Regions from separate parts of the Mus musculus genome. Here region 1 is linked to region 2. Evidence: chromatin contacts called from public Hi-C data. All regions are on one chromosome and are shown on one strand. The core of a region is the stretch at or near the end of the contact, and the rest is flanking DNA. Distances in the headings are between cores, read along the strand shown.

Evidence for each region. A called contact is a pair of places that touch in the nucleus more often than the background predicts.
Region 1: a contact with region 2 is called in a Hi-C map of pancreatic cancer cells, with 2.9 times the contacts expected there. The contact joins the promoter of Met here to the enhancer-like site in region 2. A contact is called at or near these places in 1 of 39 promoter capture datasets (3T3-L1-derived adipocytes), 11 of 484 Hi-C or Micro-C datasets (3T3-L1-derived adipocytes, the AML12 cell line, LSK cells and 7 more), 6 of 115 datasets of contacts at active chromatin or transcription factors (bone marrow-derived dendritic cells, bone marrow-derived macrophages, embryonic fibroblasts and 3 more) and 3 of 9 other capture datasets (adipose tissue, liver and pancreatic islet).

The regions. Positions count from the first base shown.
Region 1 is chr6:17,460,615-17,465,390 of GRCm38.p6, reverse strand. It overlaps Met (met proto-oncogene), which reads right to left and starts at 1,434. Exons shown (of 22, transcript NM_008591.2): 1 at 1,143-1,434.
Region 2 is chr6:17,406,688-17,411,175 of GRCm38.p6, reverse strand. No RefSeq gene overlaps it. Among named protein-coding and RNA genes, the nearest start is that of Gm46953, 27 kb to the right of the region's middle. Within about 2 kb of position 2,860, at least 86 of the 459 cell types and tissues checked have an H3K27ac peak or open chromatin away from gene starts, as enhancers often do. A contact at or near this core is called in bone marrow-derived dendritic cells, bone marrow-derived macrophages, embryonic fibroblasts and 5 more, where this site is marked.

The DNA of each region.
Region 1 (4,776 bases), core at 185-2,684, 56 kb before region 2:
TCCTGCTCCACAGTGGAAATTTACACTTGTGAACAAAGCCGAGGAAGCTTCCAGCTGGAGAGGAAAGCTATATACCTGTAAATAATCCGGGCAACACTAACACTGGGGCATAAAAGCACAATTTATGTCCCAGTAGCAAAGGGAAACACCGTGTACATCGTTTTCAGATCATCTCCATGCAGAGGAAATTCATTAGTCAGCTATAATAGTTGAGCTATAAAGGAAAATAACGTTCTGCTGAATCCATTTGCATGGCAATGTGTGTGTGTGTGGCTGGCTGCTGGAAGCGACAGAATAAACCTCCACCCAATGCTACAAAATGCTGACAGTCTTCCTAAAATTCTGTCTATATTCTATCCAGTTACAGCGTTTACAATCTCCTCATAGTCATGGACCGTTTTAACTTGGCCATTAGAGCCTCCTGATTATTTTGCTTAAGAAAGTTGACAATTTTTCATTCTGCCCCAGAGCTGCTTTGAACAGAAGCCTGTGATAAGGGAAAAGCCACTGGACGAGCATTCATGCGTGAGCCCCTAGAACCCCTGCCAACTGCCAAATTAGCAAATGGCTCTTCTAAACATAAAAAGGTAGGAAATGGGAAACCACAGTTTGGAATAAATTCTGCATTGTACTTTCTTTGGTCTTTTAATAATTACACCGCTACTAGCCAGACTACCTGACCTCTGGTTATAATGTATTTCACCTCCACTGAGTCCCAGGAAAAAAAAAAGATAAAGTGGGATAGAAAATGATGGATCACACCCTCCGTGTGTTTGCCAGGAATAAAAAATTCAGACCATCCCAGAAACACCTGCCCTTGAGAAAGACACCCCCACCCCCTCCTCGCGCGCTCCCTCAAGGCAGATAAAGCAAGACTAGGAACAAGGAAATAGCTGGGCTCAAACCTTGCCGGCTGTATCACCCTGGACAGGGTGACCGATCCCTTCTGTAAGGGCTGAGTCAGATCCCAGAGGTGAAACTTGCAGAGCTACAGCAGCCCTGGAGCACCTAATGCTCTTGGCGCCCCTGAGTCACACAGGTGGCCGTCAACAACACTCCTTCTAAAGCGACAAGCTCAATTCTAGTTTGCACCTCCCCGACCCCATACCTTCAGTTTCCTAAGCCCCCGGGCTCGCACCCACCTCGGTGGTCTTGTCCTCCAGAGCAGTAGCCAGTTCCCTTAGTGGAACAAAGAAAGCAGAGGGGCTGGGAGAGGCTGGGTGCCTGATCGACGCGGCTGGAGTTTGTACCTTGGGGTGCCCGGAGCGCGCGGCGCCGAAGTCAGCCGGCTGGGGACCACCCGCGCGCTCCGCCCTTCTCCAGCGAGTCAGCGGTCGCCCAGCATCTGGCTCCGCACAGGGTCACCCGGGCTCGGACGCTGCGGGCGGCGAGGCCGTCCGGGTCACCTGCGGCCCGGGCCGAACCCCGCCGAGCGCCCTCGGACTGCTCCGCCCCTTCCCACACGCGCCCTGCCCGGCCCGTGACTCAGCCGGGCAACAGCGGCGCCCGGGCGCGTCCGGGCTGGAGGCGAAGAGACCCGGGTACCCGCCCCAGCACGTGTCTGTTCGTCCCTGTCGCTCTAGGTTTGTCCCCAACGGTCCCTCCTGGGGCCCGAGATGGGGACTGGCACCACCCTTGGAGGGTTGGGGGGGGGGGGGTTGGCGTCCCCGCCCTTCCCGCAGCCAGTACGCTTAGCCCGGGGGGTCGCACTTCCTCAAGCCCCGCCCCACCCCCCGCCCTCGGCAAGGTGAAACTTTCTAGGTGGAGAAGTTTCCCTCTCCCCAGCTATGCGCTTTCTCTTCCTCCTCCAGTTCTGGAGTCTGAAGCCAGCGCAGAGGGAGATCAGTGGCCCCGAGTCTCCCCCTCCTGGTGCTCCAAAGTCACCCGCGCAAAGCGCACGCACCCCCTGGCGCACCCCGGAGCTGCAGCCTCTCTCACGCCCGAGGTGGCGGCCCCGCACTCACCCGCGTGGACAGAGATCTAGGCGCCACGGAAACAAGGCGCTCATTGTCACAGACAATGTTGGGAGTGCATGGACGGATTGTCCCAATGATTTCATTTTGCAATCATTATCCCCCTAGTATAATTTCTCAGATTTCTGGAAGAACCCCAGGAGTTTAACCCAGGGGAGGCTTCTGGTTAATTTTCACTTTTTTTTCCTCATAGCTGGACACAGGGTAATTAAATAGACAAATGGACACAAGGCGGTTACATAGACAAATAGCAACTAACAAATCCAACACATAAGTTCAAATCTCGAATATTAAAAGAAATTGAAAAGGATTTACTTAGGAAGATTCGTTTATTAGAATCGTTTCTAAAATTTTGCATTTCCCTACAAGGATACAATAAGGTGAAAGGATCTAAGGAATCCATTGCCTTTTAGAATAGGAGTTCTTTCCAATTGTCAGAAGAGCTGATTCGATAATGGACATAGAGGTATGTATAGAAGTAACTTTGAGAGTCATTCAAGCCACAGCCACTATACAGGTGCAGGGGACACGTCTTACACACAGAGCAAAGACAAGGAAGGTCTCATACATTTCTTATAACTGCGCTATGTATGTGTTCAGTACATTACCAGACACTAGACAGAGCTATTTCAGTCCCAAGAGCAGTTTACCTCACCACTCCTCAGTTTGATGGAAAAGGAAAGTTCCTATTACAGTTTTGGAGGCCTGCACGGAATCATTTTGCAGATGAATAAAACAGCCCGTACGAATTCCTAGGAAGCTCACACAGCTGGTATTAAGAAAGCCAGGGTTAGAACCCAGTTCTCAAATCTCCTTCAAGGGTCTATACTATGTCCAGGGGTTCCAGCCAAGCAAACTTGATTCAAGCGGGTCCTTCCAAATATCACGCTATTCATGAAGGTTGTGGCTCATTCTGAAACTCTGGTGTTACTGGTTACAAGGCCCCTGGCCTTTAAAAAGCCATCTTGATTAGCTTGAAAGTTTATAACATCTTTCAATAGAAGGTGAATAGATGGATTTTACACACACACACACACACACACACACACACACACACACACACACACACACCGTAGTTGTCTAAATGAATGATTAGCGTGCTGTTTCTATTTCCTGGTTTCCATAGCAATATGTTAACTGGATTTTTTTTTTTAAACATCCCATGTAGTTGCCTTAACAGGTTTTCCAAGTTTGAGTGCTATGATTAAAAATAGAAAAACAGAACAACAGCAACAACAAAAACAATTAAAGTTGTATAAAGGCTCAGAAAAGGCAGTACAAACAAACTGAAAAGTGGATTATACATGCAAGCATTCTATTATAAGTTTTTTTAGAATAGAATTTTTCCCTGCTTTCTACTCAAGGACAAATTTCAGTTCAGTTTTAAAAAATGGCTTTAAAATTATGTTTTTGATATGTTAACCATAAACCAGAAGATATTAATAGTTTATAAAGCTAGCTAAAAAATAACATAATTAAAGGAATGACTGTAAAAGTTGTATAACTTTTACACTCTACCTGGACTCATTTATTAGGAAAAGTATTTCCCATCTTTAAAATGATAGAAGCAGATAGTTTCTAAAGATGGCAGGACACCCCCTAATTCCAAGCTTTTGCAGCCAACTTTAATTGCTCTTTGACTTTCTTAGCGTCTGTGGCATGGGTGACACATTGGATGATGAAGTTCTACTGGTATTTTCCTGACCAACCAAACCTCTGTGGCTAATACTGTTGCCTGGCTAAGCCAGCACCTGTTTCCAAGCAGATCTCCCTCCCCTGACTTCCCTTCTCAGTCTTGAAAAATTTTCTCCCAGAATCCCTTGCAACCAGTGATAGCCGCGTGATGTCTGTCACGCTGGCAGTGAAGTCCAAGGTGAAATCTGATGGTGCCTTTAGAAAGGGGTTTCGTTTCTTGCTTAAAAGAGAAGATGCAGCTGAGTTCAGAAGTAGTGTATAAAGGAGAGCTAGCCATTCGATCACCGTGGAAGAAGTTAATGCTGACACTAATGTCCATGTTTGTGGGAAAAGCAGTTTAACCAGACACTAATAGCCAGGGCTTTGTCACCTACAGTCTTTAAAGAACTCAGAATGGATTTGCTCCCTGAAATGGGAGCAAGGTGTTCCTTCCCTAAGCTGAATCTGCATAGTAGTCAGGGGTCACGAATTAGTGAGACTTTTCTCTGCTTCTTGCTAGCTAACTGTGGTAACATATGCATCCCAGCATCTGGCAAAACATCAGTGGACAAAAACTGGGAAGTTTTCTTGTCTACCAGCTTGTAGATAACACACAGAGCTAAGCTGTTACAAACTTACATCTTAACCTTGAATTGGGCCTAATAGCTTTGGTCAAGGGAGACGGGAACTGCCACCTCTTCCTCTAACTACGCTGCATCCTTTCTGACTGGCTTCGGCACATCAAAACTTGGATCTCAAGATCTTGTTACATGGTGTGCCTTTTTAAATACAAGTGGAGGTAACTTCCTTAGGACAAAGTCTTGTTGCCTGCAAGTGATGAAGGGGGCTCGCAGACACAATAGGTTTATAAAAAGGTTTTGGTTTGCTTTTTTTTTTCTTCTTACAATCCAAATCATGGTAGAAAAAGCATGGGCTCTTCGGTTTGTCAGCAACCTATAATCATCTCGTGTAACACGTGCAGATTTCGGCTCTTGACACCATGCTCCCGTTTCTGAGGAGAAACTATGACCTTGGCCTCCTTGGGTTCTTTTGTGCGTTCCGGCTCCTCAGGTTCTACACCTCCCCCTCCGTATCACTTCTGTTGCAGTGTCTAAGAAAACATTTCACC
Region 2 (4,488 bases), core at 1,611-4,110:
GAGCCACTGGGACAGACATCTGTGGTCATCAAGGATGCTTATGAAGAAAGGAAGGTCCAGAGCCACAATCTTGCCTGTGATGCCTGGTTACCAGCTCTGCAGAAGGTCTTGGAGGGTCCATTATGCCAGTAGTGGCCACCATGTTTGTTTGTTTGTTTGTTTGTTTGTTTTCTGGCAAATTGCAGGTATTCATGGAGCTGAGGGAGAATAAATCCCCTGACTCATCATTTCCTGCTTCTTCTGTATTCTGCCACTAACCCCTTAACTTGACTAACAGAGCTACTTCTTTGGTTTATAAACCTTATCCTAGAGGGTTAGGAGGTTGGGGAGTTTAGTCTTAGTCACTGAAAAATCTATGACCATTGATTGCTTACTGAGCCTGGGATTTTCTTTTACCTCCAAAGCTTAATTCATTAGCTGTTTTGCCAGGTTTTTTTGTTTGTTTGTTTTAGTGACAGGGTTGAAGTCACACAGGTCTGCGGTAGCCTAGGTCAGCAATTTAGAATCTCAAGGAAGGGTACTGAATACTGAGCACTTCCATCTAGATTTTCTGCTTTCACACTCTGTCCCTCTGTGGCCCTCTTCACTGCCTGCCTTCTTTCACAGGGAAGTTCAAGAAACTTGTGCATGCCAGAGCATATGTAGGCAGAAGCAGCACTTATCTCTCATGCAAACCTTCCCCGCCCTTCCCCATATTCACAGTGCAGGCTGGAGGTGGCTCTATGCCAACGTGGGGCTTCTTTTCAAACAGGTAGCCCTTTCCCGACTCAGACTACATCCAGATAAACAATCTCCTTACTGCACGATTCTCAGGCATTCCATTTGTGTCTAGATATGTTGTAGTGAGCTCCTTGGGTAAAGCTATGACATGTTGCGTGGATTAGCTCACCCAGTCTCTAATTTCAACTTCCTCCTGTGCTTTCTGCCTCGTACCATAGGTATTGAAAAAAAAAACGCATCTTTAATTCTCCCCAGTCACGTGGCTCTGAGAATCAATCCTAGCCAAAATTGTGCAGCAGAAACCAGAAAAGAGTTCTTCTCTTTTAAAATTATTTATATACATATCTATTTTTGATTGTGTGTGTGTATGTCTGTAGGCTTGAAACTGATGTGAGGAATATTTCTTAATTCCTCTCCACTCTATATGTTGGAGTAGGGTAGACCAACCAAACCACAATTGGTGTAAAGCCTTCTAAGAATGAGGAAATTCTCAGCGCTGTAGGCTACTGAGATCTGAGTACGTCTGTTAGTCAGCATTAATGTGGCAATAATGGGCTCATATACCAGCTAGCAAGGACTTCCTCAAAAGCTAGTTCACACACTCTCTTCCTGTGACTGAGTGAAAACTAAGGTATTCGTCAGTGAAGCTGGGCTTTTGACACGTAAATGGAACTTGAGCAACTTTAGAAAGATTTAACTTCCTTAGTCATCTTGACTTCAGTATGTTCCTCATACTAGAAAAAAAAATTGGTACTCAATTACTAAGCATATATTATTTTTCCATTTTTAAAATTTCTATTAAATAATTCCATTTCATTTCCAAGGTAAACAGGTGTCTCTGCCCCACCAAATTCCTAGGCAAAGTAGACAGAAATGTGAAATATAGAAATATGTAAATATACTTAAGGAAAACCATAAAGTACAGCTTCTATTGTTGCTTACTTCTACTGTTTCTGTGGCATCAGTAAGACATTCCTCAGTCAAACTATGATCTTCAGGCAGAATTTGATCATTAGGCTTTGTGTGGCCCTAACATTGAACTAACAATGCTTTTCTGTAGATAAATATTTATAATTAATTTAAGTATAGAGAAATCAAGCTCTGAACCTCCCAGTTCAAATAATTGTTACTTCTCTGAAAACAATTTCATTACTGTTATTAGCACATCTTTAATTTAAAATATACTCAATTATCACTTTTAGTATATTTTGAATTGTACCAATAAAACTCCAGAAATCTATTTTCACCGTACTGAGTTTTTGGTAGTTTTTTATGTTTGTTTGTTTTGTTTTGTTTTGTTTTGCTTTGTTTTTGTTTTTAATTTGTAGAAATACATATCTTTAGTTTTGTGTCTTGGTTCACAAGCTTCAAATAGGCCTTTAAGCAGAAGATGGCCTTCTGCCCTAAGAAATGCCTGGCTATTGGTTTATGAGCAATATTATGATGCACGGTTTCAGGAGGCACACTGTCCAGGGAGTAGAGAACATCTGTGCTGCCTTCTGTTGTCTACAAGAGACAGTCTTTGTTTCCAGGAAATTTCCAAGAAGCATAAGGCCAAACAATCTTCGTGAACTTCTGTGTCCTTTTTCTCATCTCACAGAATGCTCTTTTTGTGGAAGAATTGGGGGAAGGATTGAGGGCCCTGACTTGGGATAGGAACTCCATGGGAAGACCAATAGTGGCAACTAACTTAGATCCTTGGGGGCTCTCAGAGACTGAACTAAACAACGTAAGGGCATTCATGGGCTGAACCTAGTCCCCTGCAGATATGTAGATGTGCAACTCGGTTTTCATGTGGGTCCAGAACAACTGGACCTAAAGCTGTTGCCTGTCTGTGGAATACATCCTCTAGTTGGACTGCCTTGTCTGGCCTCAGTAGGAGAGAATGTGCCTAGCCCCACAGAGACTTGATGTGCAAGGTTAGGGAGATACAGGGGGTGAGGGAGCTGTACCCTCTCAGGGGTTAAGGGGAGAGGGGTGCGGGAAGAACTGTGGAAGGGAGAGGCCAGGGGAGGAAATAATCCAGATATAAAGGTAATAAATTAATTTTTTAAAGAAAAAAAACCAGAATCATAGGACACTCACTGGACTGGCATTGACACTGTGAACTAAGGGAACTCATGGGTGACCAGGTTAATACAGGGAACTCATTGCAGACAACTGAGTCACCCCTGAGTCATCCTGTGGGAGTATAAATAGCTACAGGATCATTGGAGCTCATTTGCAAGTGATTTCACTCTTATTTGTCCTACTCACTGGTTTAACATATAAGTCTAGGCAAGGTCTTTTAAGGACACTTATTTTTTTCTTTCTGATTACTATTAACATTTTTTTTTCTTTTTGGTTTTAGTTACCAGTGATAATTGTGTTCTAATGTAATTTTTGAAATAGCTTATTTTTTTTGTCTTTATTCTGAAGTGACATGTGTTTTGCTTCTTCCTTTCACTTCCCACACAAAATAATTTTGTGCATGGATTAGTTCCTAATGGTAGTAATAACTGGTCATCGTCAAGATGAAAATTATTATGCTTTTGCTTTTTTTGAAAAAAAAAATTAGTACATTCTCAGGGCCAATGGGCTGTACAGTTGTAAGGATACTTCATGCAGTGTATATATGTGTTTTAAATATCAGCAGGACTATCTAATATTATTATATGAAATGATTATCCTGATTTGGTGCAGGATTATGCAATTGCTTCGTGTGCAGAATTTTAAGATTTTTCTTTAGTGACTATCCAAGAAAGTTGCATCTATTTTTCCCTATCAGGATCTTTAAAGGTCACTTGAGAATTGCGTCTTGTACTTGTATAAAATCTACTTAATTAGATTTATATGACAACATTTCAGTCACTCGAAGTTTGTCCTAAGCTCTGATAGGTAGCCTGGGAACCCTACCTGTGATGTTGAGAAGTCTGCAAAGACAGCAAGTTGGTAGATGTAGTTGTTAAGCCTACCTTGATTACTATCAAGAGCTTCCCAAGGTTCTGCGTTCCCACCCTGCAAAGGCTGTAAGTTGATTTAACTCCCCGTGATTGCATCTTTAGGCTATAGTCCTCAGTAATGCTGCCTATCCTCCCACTGACGTTCAGAGCATGTACAATGTCCATATACTGTAATCAAAGTTTTCCTCTTAAATGCTGGTCATGTTTCAAAGGCGTCCTAAGAGTCTACTTTAGTGGAAGATTAAGCTTGTGATGAGCTGAGTGTGGAGCCTGACATATAATAAGGACGCCATAAATGGTAGCTTTTTTGTGACTGCGTTGGAATTTGCTCACAGCATAAAGGATGTGCTTTTATACAAAGTCTCTGGAATTCCTTTTTCATAGTGAAATTCAAGTCTCATTTTAAAACTGAAGCTCTCTGGTTACGAAAATGCTGAATTTTGTACATTTAACTGAACAATCCATTGATATCACCCTAAACATGAAAGATCATTATTTTAATAACTTATTATAGGTCCTTTGTGGAGATAGTCTTGCTTTATTCCCTCTATAGGAAAAGTAGGTTATTTTCTCAAAGCTATCTGGTGAGAATATTACTTTTTTTTTTTTTTTGTCCTAGACTTTCTCTGAAGTACTATTGTCTTACTGTACTGTGTGGATAAATATTTAATTTTAAGAGAGTTCCCCAGTGTTCCTGAGGGTTGAATAGAAAGGTCTAGAAAGTTTTATTTTTATGCTTTTTTTTGATTTGTGTATTTGTGTGTGGTTTATGCTTGTGTACATGTGGTGTGTGTGTGTGTGTGTGTGTGTGTGTGTGTGTGTTTGT